Regions from separate parts of the Mus musculus genome. Here region 2 is linked to region 1. The links are chromatin contacts, called in public HiChIP or PLAC-seq maps. All regions are on one chromosome and are shown on one strand. Each heading gives the region's core, a stretch centred on a gene start, on an enhancer-like site or on the middle of the called end of the contact. The rest is flanking DNA. Distances are from core to core; before and after follow the strand shown.

Evidence for each region. HiChIP or PLAC-seq counts read pairs in DNA pulled down with a chosen protein or histone mark.
Region 2: a contact with region 1 is called in an H3K27ac HiChIP or PLAC-seq map of VIP interneurons, with 14 times the contacts expected there. The contact joins two enhancer-like sites. A contact is called at or near these places in 5 of 484 Hi-C or Micro-C datasets (bone marrow-derived macrophages, embryonic cerebral cortex, embryonic fibroblasts and 2 more), 14 of 115 datasets of contacts at active chromatin or transcription factors (SST interneurons, VIP interneurons, craniofacial prominence and 10 more) and 4 of 9 other capture datasets (adipose tissue, embryonic stem cells, macrophages and 1 more).

Annotation. Positions count from the first base shown.
Region 1 is chr10:85,212,273-85,218,036 of GRCm38.p6, reverse strand. No RefSeq gene overlaps it. Among named protein-coding and RNA genes, the nearest start is that of Cry1, 30 kb to the right of the region's middle. Within about 2 kb of position 2,431, at least 5 of the 459 cell types and tissues checked have an H3K27ac peak or open chromatin away from gene starts, as enhancers often do. A contact at or near this core is called in VIP interneurons, where this site is marked.
Region 2 is chr10:85,605,834-85,611,597 of GRCm38.p6, reverse strand. All of the region lies in intron 4 of Btbd11 (BTB (POZ) domain containing 11), which reads right to left. Among named protein-coding and RNA genes, the nearest start is that of Gm40731, 19 kb to the right of the region's middle. Within about 2 kb of position 2,902, at least 15 of the 459 cell types and tissues checked have an H3K27ac peak or open chromatin away from gene starts, as enhancers often do. A contact at or near this core is called in VIP interneurons, where this site is marked.

The sequences.
Region 1 (5,764 bases), core at 1,182-3,681:
ACAAGTAAATGTGAGGGCCTGTCCCTTTAAGAACATTATAAAGCCCAGCTGTAGACATCATATATTAACCCTTCACAAGTGAAGTATTACGAGACAGGAATTTCCAATGGAATCTAATTATGCCTTTCCCACTTAACCTGCCCGACTGGCAGTGTCCAGGAGAATTGCTTAGGCCTGAGAAGGACTCTCCAGGTTCTTTGGTGAATCAGCAGCACACACTTTCAAACAAAACTAAAGTTGCACATAGGGAAAGTCCAACAGCAATGACAAAGGCTTCCCTTAATCCAAGAACCCAAAGCAAACCATGAGTCCGGTTTTACAGTCATTTTGTGTGAATTTGTATACAGACATGAATAAAAATGGGATAGACTCCAATTTTTTTAGTGGCTAGAAGAAAGCTCTGGAAAACTTTGGAAATCAAAGAGTTCTGAGACTCAAATAAAGGGTTAAGCTAGAAGATAGAAGCTCACTGAACTCAAGACTCAGACGAGTGTTTGACTGTGTTGGCTGTTGAGAAATGCTACCTGACGAGGGGGTGTGAGGTACTGAAGAGGGAAAAGGCCTCAGAAGCAAGATCATCATGATGGCTTCCCCTCGCTTTTCCAAGAGCAGGGCACCAACTCTGACCTACCGTATCTGGAAGCATAAGACCCTCGACCCAGCAGGACCAAGCCCTGTGCAGAGGATGAAAAACACAGAGAGCAGAAGATGCTGCTGAACCCACAGGCCTTGTTAGTTTCTACCACAGTCTTAAACACGGGAGCACAGCTTGCTCCGCCCACATTTTTACATCAACACTCTATACTTCACTGAGTCAAAGCATAAAAATAGTCTTTTTTTGCTGGGCATTTGTATTCATTACTCTTTTTTTTTTAAGTATTATTTTATGAGTATGGGTGTTTTGACTAAGTAGGTCTTTTCAGTGCATGCCTGCCTAAGAAGGCCAGAAGAGGATGTCAGAGCCCCCTGGAACTGGAGCATTAGGGATGGTTGTGAGCTACCATGTGCTAGGAATCAAACCCTGATCCTCTCAAAGAGTAGCAAGTGTTTTTATCCACTGAGCCATCTCTCCAGTCCTGAGTATTCATTTCTGAAGGTTCTTGTGTCATGTCCGACTATAACTAAATGAATTAATTACACTTCATTTTTATTAACCTGTCTTCTGTTATAAATATACAGGCCATGACCTTCATAAGAAGTGGAGTGGGTGACACCGTTCCACCCCTACACTCCATTCTAGAGTATTCTTTCAGGAAATAAAAACCATTTGTAACGACAAGGCGTTGTCTTCTCCTCTGACCCCAACCTTTTTATCAGGTCTATCCCATTCCTTCTCGTGGGGGAGGGGGCCTTCCTTTGCTTTTCTTTCTGTCCCTTTTATTTCCTTCTAATATCTAAGCAGCCTGAGACCACTTAATTATGTCCTGTGCCTTTCTTTTAGCGCTCCCATTATTGGAAAGAGACTTCAAAGCATCCCCAACATGTAGCCATTAAGATTCTCATTAAACAGCCAAGGGAAGTTAGTGGCTGAGAATATTATGGAGACTTGAGACCGAAAGGATTATATTGTCCAGTGAGAATAAAAGATTGCAATTAAAACTGATTGGATATGAAAATATAATACACAGCAAAGATCTTCTGTTCCAATAACATTAAAATGAGACACCCCACCACACACACACACACTTGCTCTCTCACGGTTAAAGGATGCAGCTTCTATTGGGTTGGTTTTATAATCTATGAGAACTCATGGAATTAGAAAAACATGTTTCATTATATGAAATATATTATTTATCACCTATTACTGGCATGTGAAACTTGACCAGATATTTTACGTACCTGCTAAACAAAACACATAACCATCAAAGCCAAAGGGAGTTGGTGCTTCAAAAAGAAAACCTGGAGGCCTCGGCTTTGGCTTGGTATTTAAGAACCCTTGCTCCTGTAGAATCCAGTGTTCAGTTCTCAGCACTCACATAGTGGCTCACAACAATCCAACTCTAGTCTCAGGAGATATGAGTGGCTTCCTCTAACCTCTTTGGGTACCAGACACACACACATGGTAAGTACAGACAGACAGACAGACAGGTAGAACATTCACACACATAAAAATAAAATAATAAATCATTTTAATATTTTTTAAAAAATGAAATCTAGAAGTCTGGAATTCATCGTATTAGCAAAATTCTAATTCATAGGCAGAAGATCTTTGAATTCGAAAAAGAACTAAGAGGCAAGTAGTATTACTGATTATTCCAGTAAATAGCAATAAAGTTCAGCACACACTGAGTGCCTGTGATAGACAGATGCTAACAGGAACTAACTCCTTTGATCCTGACAAAAGTCCCCTTGGTCCGGTACTGATCCCCTCCCCCCCCCCTGAGCAGGTGGGGAAACTGGAAAGCAGCTGGTAGGTAGTTGACTGAGTTAGGATCTCAGTCTAGGAAGCCGAGCTCGGAGCCTCGGTGAACAATGGGCTCTCTCCTCTTGTTCTCTCGTGAAGTAAACAAAGACTGCCTTGGGTTCTTAGTTCAGATAACTCAGATATCTTTCAGAATTTACCAGAAATACTTCCCTCCAGACCTCCCCTGGTTCCTTAGACCACATGTACCCCATTTCTTTTATTTGCCTGCCTAGCGTCACAGACGCTAACCAGCATTGCCCACGCAAGTGTTGGAAGTTATTCCCTGAACACACTGCCTTCTTCACTGTAATTCTCCAAGACAGAAGAGTCTGTCGTTATTTTTTTCTCATCTCTGTTCTCTTAGGTCCAGGCTCAGAGGAGGTCCAGGATCAGTCTTCATTACATGGATAAATAAACACATATCTGTCCTTGCTCATAGGAGACGATGCAGAACAAGCATTATATGGAATAAAACATTCCACATTGGAAAAAACAGCATGCTGGGAAAACAGTTTACAAGCATCCCAACAGGGTCACCACAGATCAGCCATGACATCTGCTGGTGGTTTTGTATATCAAGAAAAAGCTAGTTTGCAAAGAGGAAACCCTTGCCGTGGCTGGCTGGCGCACTGCTGGCACCTTCTCTGTCACATAGGCTGTTCACATTTATTAGGCGCTGAGAGGGGTATAGTTCCAAACCATACCAGCCTCACTGGCTCTGGCTGCAAAGCCTTGAATGACAAAGATGATCCAGAGTTTTTGTTACCGGTTATAATTTTCAAAACAAAACAAAACAAAAAAACAAAAGACAAAACAAAACAAAAAAAAACCAAGCGGTCCCCAAAGATCTGATTTATTATAAAGAGACAGCATCTTCACTTTATTGTAGGTGTCTTAGTCAGGGTTTTACTGCTGTGAACAGACACCATGACCAAGGCAACTCTTCTAAGGGCAACATTTAATTGGGGCTGGCTTACAGGTTCAGAGACTCAGTCCATTATCATCAAGCAGGGAGTATGGCAGCATCCAGGCAGGCATGGTGCAGGAGGAGCTGAAGGTTCTACATCTTCATCTAAAGGCTGCTAGCAGAAGACTGACTTCCAAGTAGCTAGGATGAAGGTCTTAAAGCCCACAACCCACAGTGACACACCTACTCCAACAGGTCCACACCTTCTAATAGTGCTACTCCCTGGGCCGAGCATACATAAACCACCACAGTGGTCTTCTAATGAGAAGAGCTTAGCTTAGATACTTGGACTATTTTCATTCTATTTGGAATCCTGGATCAGATGCCGGCGCTTAGCCTGTTTATTCATTTAACACATTTTACCTCCCAAAGTCTTGTCAATGGGACACAAGAGTAAACAAACCAGAAGCAACCTGGATATACTGCAGGCTGATTATATCATAGTAGGAAATAGGCTGTGTTAAAGGGCAAGTACAAAAACAGCAGGGACCTGCAGTTTGTATGTGAACTTCAGGGGGGTGGGTCTTCTTTTAACTTTCTATTGGTTTTGTGTGTGTGTGTGTGTGTGTGTGTGTGTGTGTGTGAATTTGACATCATGTACCCCAATTCCACTCACCTTCTCCCCTCTCACCCACCCTCCACCCTTACAACTTCCCCCCACCCCACCCAACAGAGAAAAAGCTCTCATTGTGGAAGCTGTAGGGTGTCACAGTGTGTCCCACAGTATACCCTTTTGTCCACACTTCTTTGCTTGCATATGTTCATTGCAACGAATCACTGGTCTGGTACGAAGCCACTGGCTTCTGTTATACCATCAATACTGGATTCTCACTGGGATTCCTCTTGGATATACTGTGTAAGGGTCCATGATTCACCGAAGAATGACATCGTGGACTCAAATAGTATGTAAATGCAGTGTGTTTTATTCTGCAGAAGTCCAGACCCCAAGTGAGCTTGCAGGCCTGATTTAAAGCACATTAGGGAATTCTGGGGTAGGTGACCTCTATGTTAATGTGTTGGGTCCAAGTCTACAGACATTCCATTACCACGGTGTGGGGGCTATAAACTTACTGGGGAGGTCTGGGAACTGTCACTGAGAAAGTAACTGTGGAAGTCTGGAAACTGCTGCTGACCCACTGTCCTTGCTTCAGGCTAGGTGGCTGGGTCATTCCATTACCGGGGAGTGAAGGCTGGAGCCTGGGGGGTTTTCTATTAGCAATTGACTTGCCCAGTTTTTAGGCCTAGTCTCCTTAACTGCCAATTTGAAGTCTGTCATGGAATCAGCCTGGCCTTCTCACTGTCATTGCCCTGTGTCTCACAGATCCTGTAGTTTTGAATCTGCAGGACTCTTCATGAATCCAACAATTCATCAGTGGGGTAGATGTTGGGGTGGGCTAGTCCAAAGACCTGGATGTGGCCCCAAGAGGTATCTGAGCTACTCAGCCTGCTCTCACACCTTAAGGGCCCCCCCTCACCAGCACCCCCCTGCAACCAGGACCAGCTTCACCCTGCTGCCCAGAAGACATGCAGGTTCTACTCTCTTGAGTGTTGCAGCCAGAGATGGGCAGGGCCAGTTCTCCCACTCTCAGGACTGGGTGTGGGGGCATCTCTTCCACCTGCCATTGATGGTGATGGACAAGGAAGAGGAGCAGAGCATCTCTCCCTCATCAGCACCACCACTCAGCAGAGAAGAGGCAGGACCAACCTCCCTGCATGCATGCCTTCAGGACTGGATCACTTGCAACTCCCAGATCCAGGGCCCACTCTTCCAAATGCTGAAACAGGTGAGCGGCAGGGCCAGCTCTCCTGCCTGCAGCAAGGGATGAGGGTGGGGAGAGCCTCTCCCTTGCTCATGATGCTGCAGGTTGCAGGGCCAGCTCTCCCATGCTCACATCCTCTGGGACTTGTTCACCTGTACCCCTGCCACCTGAGTCAGTTCTACTGTGCTGTGTTCACCCCTGCCAAGGTGAGGTGAGGCCTGCTCTCCCTCAGCAGCAGCAGCAGCAGCAGTGTTGAAGGTCAGGGCCAGCTATCCCACCTGCTGTGGGTGGTGAGAGTAAAAGAATGGAGATGGATCCTTCTCTTGCCCATGTCACTGCACAGCAGACATGTGGCGAGCTTTCTTTTAAAGCTCTTTCAATAGCAAACTAAACATGTGCATTTCTCTGCATTTTCATTATTTTATAAAGATTTATTTTTTATGTGAGTAAATATTGTGCCTGCATGTATGTATGTATGTCCACCACATATGTAGAATTGGTAGAGTCCAGAAGAGGGTGTTGGATGCTGCAGAACTTCAGTTACAGGTGGTTATGAGCTACCACGTGGGTGCTGAAAACTGAACCGTGGCCCTCTGGAAAAGAAAAGTAACAAGTGCTCTTAACTACTGAGCC
Region 2 (5,764 bases), core at 1,653-4,152, 390 kb before region 1:
TCAGGATGAGCAAAGGCCCCTAGACACTGTGCATCTCATCATGACCACTTCCTGGACCGCACACACTTCATCTCTATGCAGGCCTTATACCTTGTCTGGTTCTTAGGAACTGTACTGGCTAATTTTGTGTCAACTTGACACAGCTGGAGTTACCACAGAGAAAGGAGCTTCAGTTGAGGAAATGCCTCCATGAGATCCAGCTGTAAGGCATCTTCTCAATTAGTGATCAAGGGGGAAAGGCCCCTTGTGGGTGGGACCATCTCTGGGCTGGTAGTCTTTGGCTTTATAAGAGAGCAGGCTGAGCAAGCCAAGGGAAGCAAGCCAGTAAAGAACATCCCTCCATGGCCTCTGCATCAGCTCCTGCTTCCTGACCTGCTTGAGTTCCAGTCCTGACTTCCTTGGTGATGAACAGCAGCATGGAAGTGTAAGCCGAATAAACCCTTTCCTCCCCAACTTGCTTCTTGGTCATGATGTTTGTGCAGGAATAGAAACCCTCACTAAGACAGGAACTAACATTATATAAGCTCTTTTGCCTGCTATCAAACTTTACACAAACATTAGCATTCTGCATCGATCCCTCTCCAACTTGCTTTTTTGTTGTTGTGTATAATATTCATTAGTTAAGCCATGCAATCACCACGTAAATTTAGTTCATTTATTTCCATTGCTACTTTGTTTTTTCATTAAATGAACATACCATAATTTATTTATCCATTTGCCTGGAGACAGACAACTTGTTCCCCCACCCTCTCTTGCTCTCTTGTTTTATAAATACTGCAGCTATGAACATCCTTGTTCATGTCTCCTTATTTCCACATGGAAGCATTTCCCTAGTGTATAGATGTAACACCTGAATTATGTGTTTACAAGATTACTGAAAGTAGATGCAGGGTCCCATCTAGTGGTATCTAAGAGTCCCCCCTTCTCTATATCTTTATTCAAATCAGATAGCACAATACCAGGCTTTTAAAGAACTTAGTGTGTTGGCTCCGTCGCTTAGCTGGTTAAAGCGCCTGTCTAGTAAAGAACTTAGTGTGTGCATGTGTGTGGAGGTCAGAGGATGATGTTCAGGAGCTGGGCCTACAACCTATCTGGTGGAGCCTGGGTCATTCTTGTTTCTTCCACTTCACTCTAGACTAGCTGGGAGATGCTCCTGTCTCTACTTTGTCCTATCTCAAACAAGGAGTGTTGGGATTATAGATGTGTACTGCTACATTCAGCTTTGACAAGGGTTCTGGGGACTTGGGTTGTCAGGCCTGCAAAGCGAGCCTTTTCGCTCAGGCAGTTAATGTTTGTTTCTGCATTTGAAAGGTATTACATGCTCGCCCAAGTATGGTTTTGAATTCTATTTCCAGGATTATTCATGAGGGTGCGCATATCTCATGTGTTTCTCCTCCACTTGGATAAGAGTGCTAAGTCTTTGTGGGGAGCTCCAGCATTGACCAAAGCTGAGAAGTACAGCGTCTGAATTCCTAAGAGAAATGAGTCTGGTGGCTGAGCTTTTTGCCAAGAGCCACGGAGCTATTAGAAAATGCTCTGATTGGACTTGCCAGTCTAGGAGAGGGAACACAGCCTCTGGAGTCACGTGGACCTGGTTCCGATCCCACAAGGGTTACAGTGTCAGGCAAGTTTTGCAACTTGCTGTAGCTTGGGCTTCCTCTGGTGTGAAGAACCAGGCTACTCAAAGGACTAGGGAATGAAGAAAGTATGAAGAACATCTTTGACCAGGTCTTCTCCACAAAGGCTATCAACAGCTTTCTTAGAAATCAAAGACAGACATTCGGGGGAATAGCTCATTTAAAAAGGTCCTCGCCGTACAAACACGGGGACCTCAGTTGAATCCTCAACACCCATGTACTGAGCAATGAGTGCCTGTAATCTCACCATTAGGAGGTAAAGACAAATGTGTTCCTGGTACTTGCTTCCAAACCTAGCCAAGTCAGTGGGCTCCAGGTACAATGAGAGTCTCTCTCTCTCTCTCTCTCTCTCTCTCTCTCTCTCTCTCAAAAAGAGCAGCAGAATGGTGGAGGAAGGGCACCCATTGTCAATCTCCACATACAAGCACACACATGTACATTGTATATCCCCATACAATCCATTCACACAAACATATAGACCACATGCACTTATTTACCATACACCCATGGAGGGGGAGGGTGCAGGAAGGGGAAGGGGGAATCCCAAAAGAGGTTATGAGTTGTGGTTACTCTTATTTTCTTTGTTGACTATGTGCCTCAGTTTCTCTCCTAGGGAATGCCAATCTCACTTTCCTTGACTAATGGAGAAGACACTGGGGCTCACCCAGGCGGTTCACACATTCTATTCAGTGATTTAATGAGCTGATGAGAAGATAGTAGACCTTGTGCCCAGTACAAGGTCCCAGTACCTATGAGCAGGTACCCACAATTCCCGTGCAGAGTGGACTGGCTCCTTACTGTTGCTGGAAGCCCCTGTGTCCTGGATTGTGCTCTGAGCTCTCTGCAAGAAATTCATGCCTAGGGGCAGATACGGATCCTGTAGAACTAATTCCGTCAACTAGAGTTTAGACTGGGAGGTTTGCTGGCACGTGAGCAAATCTGTGGGTTGTGCAGAAATCTAACAGAACTAAGGGTAGACCAAAATTTATTTTTTAAAAAAAATGAACAAATTGCTGCTTCTCAAGAAGCCAAATCCTATATTGAAAACTAGTCACCCTCCTAACCGACAGCCCGGATCTGGAGCCCTAGTCCGGGAACAGGCACCAAATGCCACTCCAGATGCAGATCTTCCACTCTTCCTCTGCTGTGAGCACCAAATGTGTTTCCACTCTGCTTTTAACACTTTGGATGCTCAGGCCACGTTCCAAGTGTTGGCAAACTGTCTGCCGTCTGCAGTCTGGCTTCCGCCCACACCCGGCTGCTCAAAGTGTCACTGCAGGGGCCACTAATGACTTCCCACTGCCAAGCCTCGATGGCCGCTTTCAGTCTGCATGGCCTATGATGGCATGGCAACCTCAAGTCCTGGAGACCCGGCCACCACATGCTTCTCTGACCTGGGCCACTCTTTCTCATCTCTCGGGGCCTTTTTTTTTTTTTTTTTAAAGTCCTTGAAGCATTCTCTTCCACAAGCAGTCAGCATGCATCTTGTTAGGGTCTCCCCAAACTCTTTCATTGAGAGAACTCTGTTGACTGTCCTCCTCCTTCCCTTTCTTCCTATTCCTCATTGTCCTTCTTGAGACAGGGTCTCATGCAGCACAGAGTGGTCTCAAACTCAACATGTAGCCGAGTATGATCCAAACACCTGACTCTCCTGTCTCCACCTGCTGAGTGCATGGGTCATAGGTGTGTACCACCAGGCCCAGTTTATGAAGTGCCAGAGATCAGGCTTTGTGCATGCAAAGCAGGCAGTATTCACTTACCTGCTACACCCCAGCCCTTCACCTGACGTCTTACCTGCATACAAATGTTGTTTCATGCTTTTGCGTTTGAATTGGCTTGGAAGTCTAGTCTGTTTACATGTAGTATGATAAGTGTATCTTCTCCACAACCCTTTGCATCCTTCATTCATTCAACAAATACTCACTGGACACTGACTACATGTAGACCTACGACCAAGAAAATATATTTCTGTCTTAGCCCTAAAATGAGAAGAAAACCAACAGTCTGAGCTGAAAGTCCATGGGAGTAACTTACACTTCCTTCCAGAATAATCCCTGCCTCTTAGTTGTCCCCCTAGCTTCTGCTCTCTTGGAACAAAACGCAGGCAAACAGAAACCACGTTTTCTCCCCATACATCTTGTCCCTTCCTGCTCTCTCTTCTCAGTGACCCCATCTATGAATGCCTGACTGCTGTGGACATTGTATCAGACTCCAGGCTCATACTTCATAGGAAACACAAAACCCGAGTCAGGCTCAGGAGCCTTGTAATTCAAGGTGTAGGCATAGTGGCTCTCAACCTAGTCATCCCTGGCTGATTTTCTTCCCAAATCCTGCAGACAGGCTCACCAGTAGTAGTAGGAGGAGGCTTCAAATACACTAGACCTTAGTCTGGGCCACCAATAATTTCCCCAATGGTATCATACCACATGTACTGTGTTTATTATTACCAACATCTTTCCTGATAGTAAGAGAGTTACTTTATAGATATAGAAACTAAAGCCCAGAGCTAGTGAGCAACTGGCCTAAGGTCATACAGAGAGAAAGTGGCCTGCGTAGGCTTTGAATCCTGGCAATGCAACTGCAAGGTCCAAGTTCCAACTCACTCTATTCTGCTTTCTCTAAGGAGAGGCTGGGTCAGAACTCCCAGTCCCTGGCAACCTCACTCTGATGGACAGACCTGTGAGGACCCTCATTTGGATGGATAAACAACACTTTCAACAACAAACCCAGGGCCATCTTACCCAAGACCGCCTTTCTCATACTGGCACATGCCATCTTTGAGTAGACCATCTCAGTTGCGCGCGCGCGCACACACACACACACACACACACACACACACACACACACACAGGAAACCCCAGAGTCAGTTTTAACACAAAAATGTGGTGAGGAGAATAAATAACACTCCGTTTACTATGAAATCCAACAGCCAAGTCTGCTCCCTGTTGTGTAGACTTGCATCACCAGGAAGAGCTGCGCTCACTGGGGTGGAGCCTAATCCAACAAGGCTGTGATGGAAATGGGGACAGAGATGCAAGACGGTGGCCTGGTGAAAACAGAAGTCCAGACTGGAGCAACATTGTCCTAAACCACGTGCCTGGAGTCAGCAGAGGCTGGGGCATGGGGAGGGTCCACTCTTGGAGACTTTGTCAGCATATGTACTCTGACACCTTGGTCTTGGACGTGAGGTCTTCATTGCTGTGAGGTGAAAAACGTCCGTTCCAGTAGCTCAGACAGAGATAGGCTGTCACCTTAGCCCCAGCAAACAGACAGACACAGCTGCTGCAAATTCCCTTCCTGGAAGACACCTTTAGCTGTTTCTTTCGCTCCATTCAGAGAAAGTTTGGGCAAGTGTAGCAAAGACGTGTATGCATATTTCATACAAGGGTGACATCTCCCATACCGCTCCGCTCTGCAAGGCTTGTCTAGCTTGAAACTACCTCAGGGCTCATTACTATTTTTTTTAATATTTATTTTTATTTCATATGTACAACTGTTGGCCTGCCGTGTGTACATGCACCATGTACACAAAGTACCCTTGGAGGTGAGAATTGGGTGTCAGATCCCCTGGAACTGGAGTTACAGATGGTTGTGAGTCATTAACTGCTGGGAGCAAGACACTGGTCCTCTGTAAGAGCAATCAGTGCTCTTAACTGCTGACTTATCAGTCTAGGCCCAGTGCCATTACTATTATTATTATTATTATTATTATAATATTTATTTATTTATTTATTGTATGTGAGTGCATGGTTGCTGTCTTCATACACACCAGAAGAGGGCATCAATCCCATTACAGGTGGTTGTGAGCCACCATGTGGTTGCTGGCCATTGAACTCAGGATCTCTAGAAGCACAGTCAGTGCTCTTAACCACTGAGTCATCTCACCGGCCTAGGACCATTATTTTTATTTATGTAGCCTTGAGTCGTTTTGAGATGCTGTTCTGAGGCTCTTGCTGTATTCACACTGTTGTGCAGCTGTCACTGCTGAGTTGGCATTTCCGTCACTTCGAAGAGACACGGTGACCAGGGCAACAGTTAATTGGAGCTGGCTTACAGGTTCAGAGGTTCAGTCCATTATCATCATGGTAGGGAAACAAGGCAGCTTCCAGGAAGACATGATGCAGGTG